Linked DNA regions of Mus musculus: region 1 is linked to region 2. A link is a contact called in public promoter capture Hi-C data. All regions are on one chromosome and are shown on one strand. The core of a region is the stretch at or near the end of the contact, and the rest is flanking DNA. Distances in the headings are between cores, read along the strand shown. Region 1 holds the start of Clec4a1 (C-type lectin domain family 4, member a1). Region 2 holds the start of Apobec1 (apolipoprotein B mRNA editing enzyme, catalytic polypeptide 1).

Region 1 (4,092 bases), core at 1,259-3,758, 320 kb before region 2:
ACTCTTATAGAAGACTAGGAGGAAGGATTGTGGACTCCAAAGGGTATAAGAACTCCACAAGAAGACCAACAGAGTCAACTAACCTGGACCTTTGGGGCTCTCAGAGTCTGAACACCAACCAAAGAACATACACAGGCTGGGCCTCTCCGCTCATATGTAGTAGATATGCCACTTGACCTTCATGTGGGTCCCAAACAACTGGAGTGGGGGTTTATCCCAAAAGCTGTTGCCTGTATGTGGGATATATTCTTCTAGCTAGGCTGCCTTGTGTCTGGTCTTAGTGGGAGAGGAAGCACCTAGCCTTGCAGAGACTTAAAGTGTCAAGATGGGGAGAGGAGATATCCTGGGGGCTCTGATCCACTCAGAGAAAAAGGGGTGGGGGAGTGGGGAAGGACTGTAGGAGGGGATGACCAGGAGGCAAACAGTGAGTGGGATGTGAAGTGAATAAATAAAAAATAAAATAAAATAAAACTGTATAGGAAGGAAACAGTGATGTCCATTGGATAAACATGAAAGCACAACTTTCTATCACTGACAAGAACTCATTAATATTGGTATTTGAGAGACACGAGTGTGTGTGTGTGTGTGTGTGTGTGTGTGTGTGTGTGTGTGTGCCCTTTTATGGAGTTTTAAGGTGTACATGTGTGCACATTTCCCCATATGACTGACATATCACAATCACTTTGTTTGTTTGTTTGTTTGTTTGTTTGTTTGTTTGTTGGGTTTTTTTGGGGGGGTGGTTTCGTTCTTTTGCTTTTTTGGTTTTTTTTTTTTTTCGTTTTTTCGAGACAGGGTTTCTCTGTATAGCCCTGGCTGTCCTGGAACTCACTTTGTAGACCAGGCTGGCCTCGAACTCAGAAATCCACTGCCTCTGCCTCCCGAGTTCTGGAATTAAAGGCGTGTGCCACCACACCCGGCACAATCACTTATTTCTGCTCTGTTATTTTCTGGACATTTTTCTGTCACCATATTTTCTTCTTTAATGTTCTTTATTATGGCTACATAGAACTTTGTTGTATATTGAAATAATCTCCCAAACTGCCTCTAGCATTACTGTGAAGCATGCAAAACTGACTAAGTCTGTATAAGCATACTTCCCATGTTTCTGATATGGTCTAATGTCATCTTTTTAGCTGTCTCTTGATTAGAAACCATTTTCTGAGTTGACAGAGACTGAGGGGGGAAGAGGCATAAAAGAAAGGGAGAAAGAAGAAGAGAGTAGTGGGGAGGAAGAGGCAAATGTCACAGCTGCTTTCACACTTGGTGAACTTAGATGTGTGGTGTGTATGTGTGTGTGAATGTATTTGTGTATGTATGTGTGAGTGCTGGTGTGTATGTGTGTTTGTTTATGTGGGTGTGGGTATGTGTGCATGTATGTGTGAATGCATGTATTGTGTATGCTGGTGTGTGTGTATGCTTCTGTGTGTGTGTATGCATTTGTGTGGAGATATATGAGTGTGTTGGTGTGTGGGTGAGTATGCATTTATGTATGTGTGCACATGTATATTCGTGTGTGTGTGCATTTGTGTGAGGAGTGTGTGTGTGTGTGTATGTGTGTGTGTGTGTGTGTGTGCGTGCGCGCACATGTGTGTAGAAATAGATATGTGCCATGAAAGCAGAAGGGAGGAATATTTCAGAAAGAGGAAGGGATGATCAAGAGAGCAAGGAGAGAGAATGGGATAGGGTTAGGGATGTACACAAGGGATAGTGATGTCTGTATAAAATGCCAAAATGAATCAAATGGTTGGCTTACACGCTAGCTAAAAATTAAATAAAATTCTCTCAGAAATAGTATAGACCCTAGTAACTCTAGCAATAGAACTTATACTCAGCAAGGATGAGGCCCTGCTTCCTGTCCCCAGTATGGGTGGAGAAAGGGACACTGAAACTCCCCTTCAAGATAAAACTATCCCCCAAATATCAATATCTGAAAGTTATGACATGCTGGTAAGTAAACAGAAAACAAAGTAATAGATAACATTATTTTCACAGGTAAAGTATCGTTTTACATACATAAAAAACATGCAGTAGAACTCAAACTTTCTCTAAAGACAGTATCCTGAACTCATTTCTTTGCCCAGTACAAGGCAAAGCCTTTCAAAGCTACTTGACAGACAGTTGAACCTGCTGAATTATCTCCTGTCTCACACCACAGCCTCTGAGACAGCCAGCACCAACATCCCGCAGGCCTTGTTCGTAAACACCTTCTTTCATTTCACCATTAGCTTAGAACACCAGAAAATGATTCACTGTTCTGGGGGTGCAGGAAGGTTTACCTGAAGACGAGTCTGAGACGGTACATGAAGACGAGTCTGAGATGAGGCCTGAGGAAACAGGTTGATTTTTGAAGTTCACGTCAGTATAAATGTTTGGTAATGCCATATTGAGAAGAGACCTGCTTTCTTCAGAGAACCTGTGTCAGTCTTAATACACTTAATATAAACGAGAAATAAACATGGTAAGGATTAATCCAGCATCCAGGATAAGGTGCAGAGACACTTAATGGGCAAGTACCTCTGAGAGTACAGCATGAAAATTTAAAACCACAGGGTGGAACTCTCTGGGCCACAGAGGGCTGATCCCCACAACCAGAAAAAAAAAAAAAAAAAAAAAAAAACAGAATTGCAAGCTTCAAACGCATTTGTCATGGATATGCAAACACTGTGGACACTGTGGCCTGAACAGGGAAGAGGAAGAAAAGTGGCAAGGAAAGGAAAAAGAGGAACCAGGCATTAGAGAAGTTTCCCCTGAAACCGGTGCTCTCAGCACTCCACAGCAGAGTTTGGGCATTTCCACACACAAACGTGATTTCTGCAACCAACATGAGCTAAAGCTGCCTATAGGGAGAAACAACATTCACTCTAGCCAAACAGCCGAGTTCTGACCTCTCCATTCTAAGAGGGTCCTTGACCTTGGCATCTTTCTGGCTCTTCAGAATGTGCACCACTGTAAGACAGGGCAGATTTCCAAAGTCTGCAACCTGTGTTCCTTCATCTTGGGAGTGAGGAGCTCCTAAAAACCAAGCCAAAGCCCTGGGATGGCTCTGGACTTTGTCTTCTGCTGTGTCGAGTTCCCACCTCTTCTAGCAGTTCTTCTGCTTTCTCCAGATTCCCTGGGAGACTCTGGAGGCTGGCAGACTGTGCCTGGCTGTCATCTACCATCTTCACTCATGCTATGTGCTGCTTTTTAGAGTGTGCGCGCACACACACACACTGCCCCGTATGCATGCTCCCTACACAGACCCTGAGATCATTTCTCCCGAGTGTCTCAAGTTTGTTCTATATCTTCTCAGGAACATGAGAAGCTCAAGGCACTGGGAGATTAAACCTTATGTGTCTTACCTACGGAGTCAACACAGTTCTTCACAACTCAGGAATAGGAGGATATGCTTTGTCAAGCTTGGCTGTGAAGCATGGATGCGCACACAATCACATACATGCCTGCAACGCACATACCACAGCATCGAGACGCTGTGGGCTGCAAGGAGCAGGCCCTCCTTCAGTAATGTGGCAAAGTTGCAATTGACAAGAGAAGCCACAGAAAAATTAGATACCTGAGGAGAAAAAGGCCAAATGCTAGGAAATCAGCAGCATTCTTAAAATAGCTGAAGGATCAGAAACAAACATTAGGTCATTTAAACTGAGTGCTGTGAAATAGTTTAAAAGATATCCACATAACTAGCTCAGAATAAACCAATGAACCATCCACCAATCCAAGGGAGGCCCAGCCCCAGGAGAACTCACCAGCAGCCACCCAAGAAGGCAGTGATGGATGGTGAGACACAAGGGGCCTGTGCAGGTACCTGGTGCCAATATGTAGAATTTCTCCAGAGAAAAAGAACCATCCTGGGACCCCACATTCAAGTGCCCAAAACTGTCAACCCAAAGTCACAGCTCTTACCACAAGGGAAGTAAGTAACAGTTTATTCTGGAGTCAAATATGAGTGACACTGATGTGGAGATACAGGGTCCTACTCTTCCCAATGCCGTGTTCTAGTGTGCTGCTGACATTCATAAAGTCTTTATAGTTGTGGAAGGAAGCAGAGGCAGTAATTGTCCCCAATGAGAGTAACTTGGAAGAAATGTAAGAACG
Region 2 (3,840 bases), core at 1,051-3,550:
GTGCTACCCCTGAGCAGGTGGACCTGGGGTGTATAAGAAGAAAGCTGAGAGGCTAGAGAGATGGCTCAGTAGTTAAGAGCATGCGCTGCTCTTGCAGAAAACCAGAGTTCAGTTCCCAGCTCCCATGTACTCTAGTGCCAGTAAATCTCACACACACACACACACACACACCTAAAAATAAAATAAATAAATAAATAAAATAAGGAAGAAAAGAAGAAAGAAAAGCAGGTTGAGCAAACCATGAGGGAAAAGCCAGTATTCAGCATTTCTCCATGGTCTCTCCCCTTCAGTTTCTGCTTCCTGTTCCTCTTTTAAGTTTCTGCTCTGACTTCTCTCAGTGATGAATTGTTCTCTGGGGTGTAAGATGAAAGAAGTCCTTTCTTCTCCAGGCTGTGTTTGTTTGTTTGACACAGCAATAGTAAAGCAAAGCAGGACCTTTCTATAAAAGTTATTAAAAGGGAGGCTGGAGAGAAGGCTCAGCAGGTAAGAGGTGACTGTGGCTAAATTTTGTGCACTGGAGTTCAGAACCCAGCAACTATGTAACAAGCCTGGTGTTCTGCAAACACCTCTCACTTTGGTTCTGAGGGGTCCTACACTCTCTTCTGTACACACACACACACACACACACACACACACACACACACACATCTGGACTTTTTGTTTATGTGAGACAGGGTTTCTGTGTAGTCCTGGCCATCCTGGAATTCTCTCAGTAGGCTATGCTGGTCTTGAACTCAGAGATCCGCCTGCTTCTGCCTCCCATGTGCTGGGATTAAAGGCGTGCACCACTATCGCCTAGTTCAAAAATCATTCTTTTTATACATCTGTAATCCCAGCACTTGGGAGACAGAGGTAGGTGGAACTCTGAGTTGAGGCTAGCGTGGTCTATATAGAGAGTTATAGACAGCCAGAGCCACATAAAGAAATCTTGTCTCAAAAAGTAGGAGAAAAGAAGAAGAAAAGAAAAGAAAAGAAGAGGAGAGAAAAATAGTAAAAACCTTGTTGAAAGGATATTGGTGGGGTGGCCCACACCTTTAATCCCAGCACTCAGGAGGCAGAGGCAGGTGGAACTCTGAGTTGAGGCTAGCGTGGTCTATATAGAGAGTTATAGACAGCCAGAGCCACATAAAGAAATCTTGTCTCAAAAAGTAGGAGAAAAAAAGAAGAAAAGAAGAGAAAAATAGTAAAAACCTTGTTGAAAGGATATTGGTGTGGTGGCCCACACCTTTAATCCCAGCACTCAGGAGGCAGAGGCAGGTGGATTTCTGAGTTTGAGCCAGCCTGGTCTATAGAGTGAGTTCCAGGACAGCCAGGGCTACAGAGAAACCCTGTCTGGCGGGGTGGGGGGGGAGAAAGAAAGAAAAAAAGAAAGGAAGGAAGGAAGGAAGGAAGAAAAAAAGAAAGGAAGGAAGGAAGGAAGGAAGAAAGAAAGAAAGAAAGAAAGAAAGAAAGAAAGAAAGAAAGAAAGAAAGAAAGAAAGAAAGAAAGAAAGAGAAGGGACCAGACTGAAGCCATTTTGAATAAAACTTTCATTTTGAACAGAGGTCAAATAAGTTTAAGTTCCCAAGACCTCAGTGTTGAACTGACATCCTGTCTGGCAAGTTGAGACATGATTGCTAGGCAAGTCTCCCACCACAGTCGAATAAACCAAACAGTAGGAACAGGATGAATGTACCACAAAGACAAGTTCCTAGGGAAGACTTCTATCCCTAGATCCTAATTTGTGGGATAACTTGGCAGACTTATTTATTTATTTATTTTTAGATTTTTACACCCTAACATTTGGATACCAAACGCTAACCTACTTGAGCCCTTAAGCTGAATTAGCAGCACCTCGGACTGTTTTTCAGTCATCTGGACTCCCGGAGGTGAGCCTGTATTCTGCTTTCTGGTGGAGCCTCTCTAGGACCCAAGAAAGGAGAAAGTGGACGCAGCACTGCTCCGAGGGTCAGAGGAGGACAGGAGACGGCCCGCTTTTCACTGGTTTCCACTGAGGGAACATTTGCTTCTGGTTCTGGGCATGCTGGATTGCCCATGTCTGTCAGTCTGTGTCTGTGGTTTCATTTAGTTTGAATGTTGCTCTGTGTTTTATATCTGGAAAAACGGGCCAAAGTTCATCTGCTGGTTGTTCACCTCTTAGTATTTACCCATCTCAAGGATTTTCGGGGGGGGGTGTGGGGGGAAGCGGCCGAATCGGGACAACAACAACAATAATAATAACAACAAAAACTGATAAACTGGCACTGTGCCTGCAGCTGAGAGTCCTGCACTGCTGGTAAAGCCCCGCCTCCTGCTCGCCTGATGCAAACCCCTGCCGCCTGATCTAGCTGTTCGAGTTTCTCTAAAAGCGAAACCAGCAGCTCTTAAGCTTTCTGTGGTCAGGAAGCCGGTGCCTACTCCCGCTACAGAACCACGGTGCCCATGAGCGTTGGATTCTGCAGGCAGCAACAGCAAGGCGCTCCTCCCTTGAAATCAGATCAGGAAGAAGTAAGGGAAGTTTTGTCTGTTTTTGAATGTATAAATGTATGTGGCCAGTGCGTGTTTGCTTCTGACTGTTCTGTGTTCTGTATGTATTGGTTATAGATCATTGGCTCATAAGTCGTTGGATATGGTTAAAAATTTTTAGTATCTGTACCAAAAAGTTAACTTAAAACCAGTAACTCAGGGTTGGAGCCATTGTCCAACACATGGGATGGACCAGCCAAGGAAACGGGTCTCCAAAGATACTTTTAAATTGGAATAAGATTTTTATATAATTTCTGATCTGTCTTAAAAACCAAGTTTATAGAAAAAACTAGGAGGTATTTAAGCTGTATCTCCATGCGTTCTTATACAAGAACTTTTCTTGCTGTCAACTAAACTTTGTAACATAAAAATAACCCACTTATAATAACTTATAATAACTAACCCCTTTATAATAAAACACTAAGTTGCTTATACTGTTAAAATTTGGTTTTGTCTTCTAAGAATTACGGTTTGTGCTCCATGTCTTCATTCTTTAAAAAGGTACTTTGTTTTTCAAAAAACACACAATTGAGAGATTTTAAACTACTTTAACGAAAATTTTGGAATTTTACAAAAAATCAAAACTGGACATTTTAAAAACAGCTTTTAAAAAATGTTTTCATTTATAAATCTATGAAACATTTTAAATTTTATCAGATATTTTATTGTAATGTCTTTATTAGTATGTTATCTTTATTAATGCATAAATAAAAGACTAAAAATTAGGGTCACAGCTTAACACCAGAGACTGAAAAATTCCTGTCTTATGAGGCAATAAAACAATGACCATAGTCAGTCTGGTGAAGAACTCGGATACTAAAGTATTATAGCATTAAAAAAAAATTGAGAATCACTGGCTTAAAATTATGTTTCAAGATATAACTTAAAACAAATAGGGCTGGAGAGATGGCTCATCGGTTAAGATCACTGACTGCTCTTCCAGAGGTCCTGAGTTCAGTTCCCAGCAACCACATGGTGGTGGCTCACAACCATCTGTAATGGGATCTGATGTCCTCTTCTGGTGTGTCCGAAGACAGCGACAGTGTACTCATATAAATGAATCTTTAAAAAAAAAAAGAAACAACTTAAAGCAAATAACTAAAAATAGATATTTAACTCAGATACACTTGAGAGATACTATCAGAGAGCTGCTGAATATGGCATTTAAGGTATTTAAACTTACTATGACAGAGACTCTCAGATACTAGTAATGACCCCCGGGGTCTCAAGACAATGGACATAGGAACAAAGGACTCCCCCTGGACTGTGGTCCAGAAGTGGAAGCCTATTGGACAGGGAGGGGCAAGGGAGACAGGCTGGAAACTGGATCCAGAA

The links. Promoter capture Hi-C pulls out the DNA fragments that hold promoters and counts their contacts.
Region 1: a contact with region 2 is called in a promoter capture Hi-C map of the C10 cell line, with 2.3 times the contacts expected there. The contact joins the promoter of Clec4a1 here to the promoter of Apobec1 in region 2. A contact is called at or near these places in 1 of 39 promoter capture datasets (the C10 cell line) and 2 of 115 datasets of contacts at active chromatin or transcription factors (both in embryonic stem cells).

Annotation. Positions count from the first base shown.
Region 1 is chr6:122,920,264-122,924,355 of GRCm38.p6, reverse strand. Clec4a1 (C-type lectin domain family 4, member a1) reads right to left here and starts at 2,508. Exons shown (of 6, transcript NM_199311.2): 1 at 2,277-2,508. The coding sequence starts at 2,382.
Region 2 is chr6:122,600,904-122,604,743 of GRCm38.p6, reverse strand. It overlaps Apobec1 (apolipoprotein B mRNA editing enzyme, catalytic polypeptide 1), which reads left to right and starts at 2,300. Exons shown (of 8, transcript NM_001134391.1): 1 at 2,300-2,487.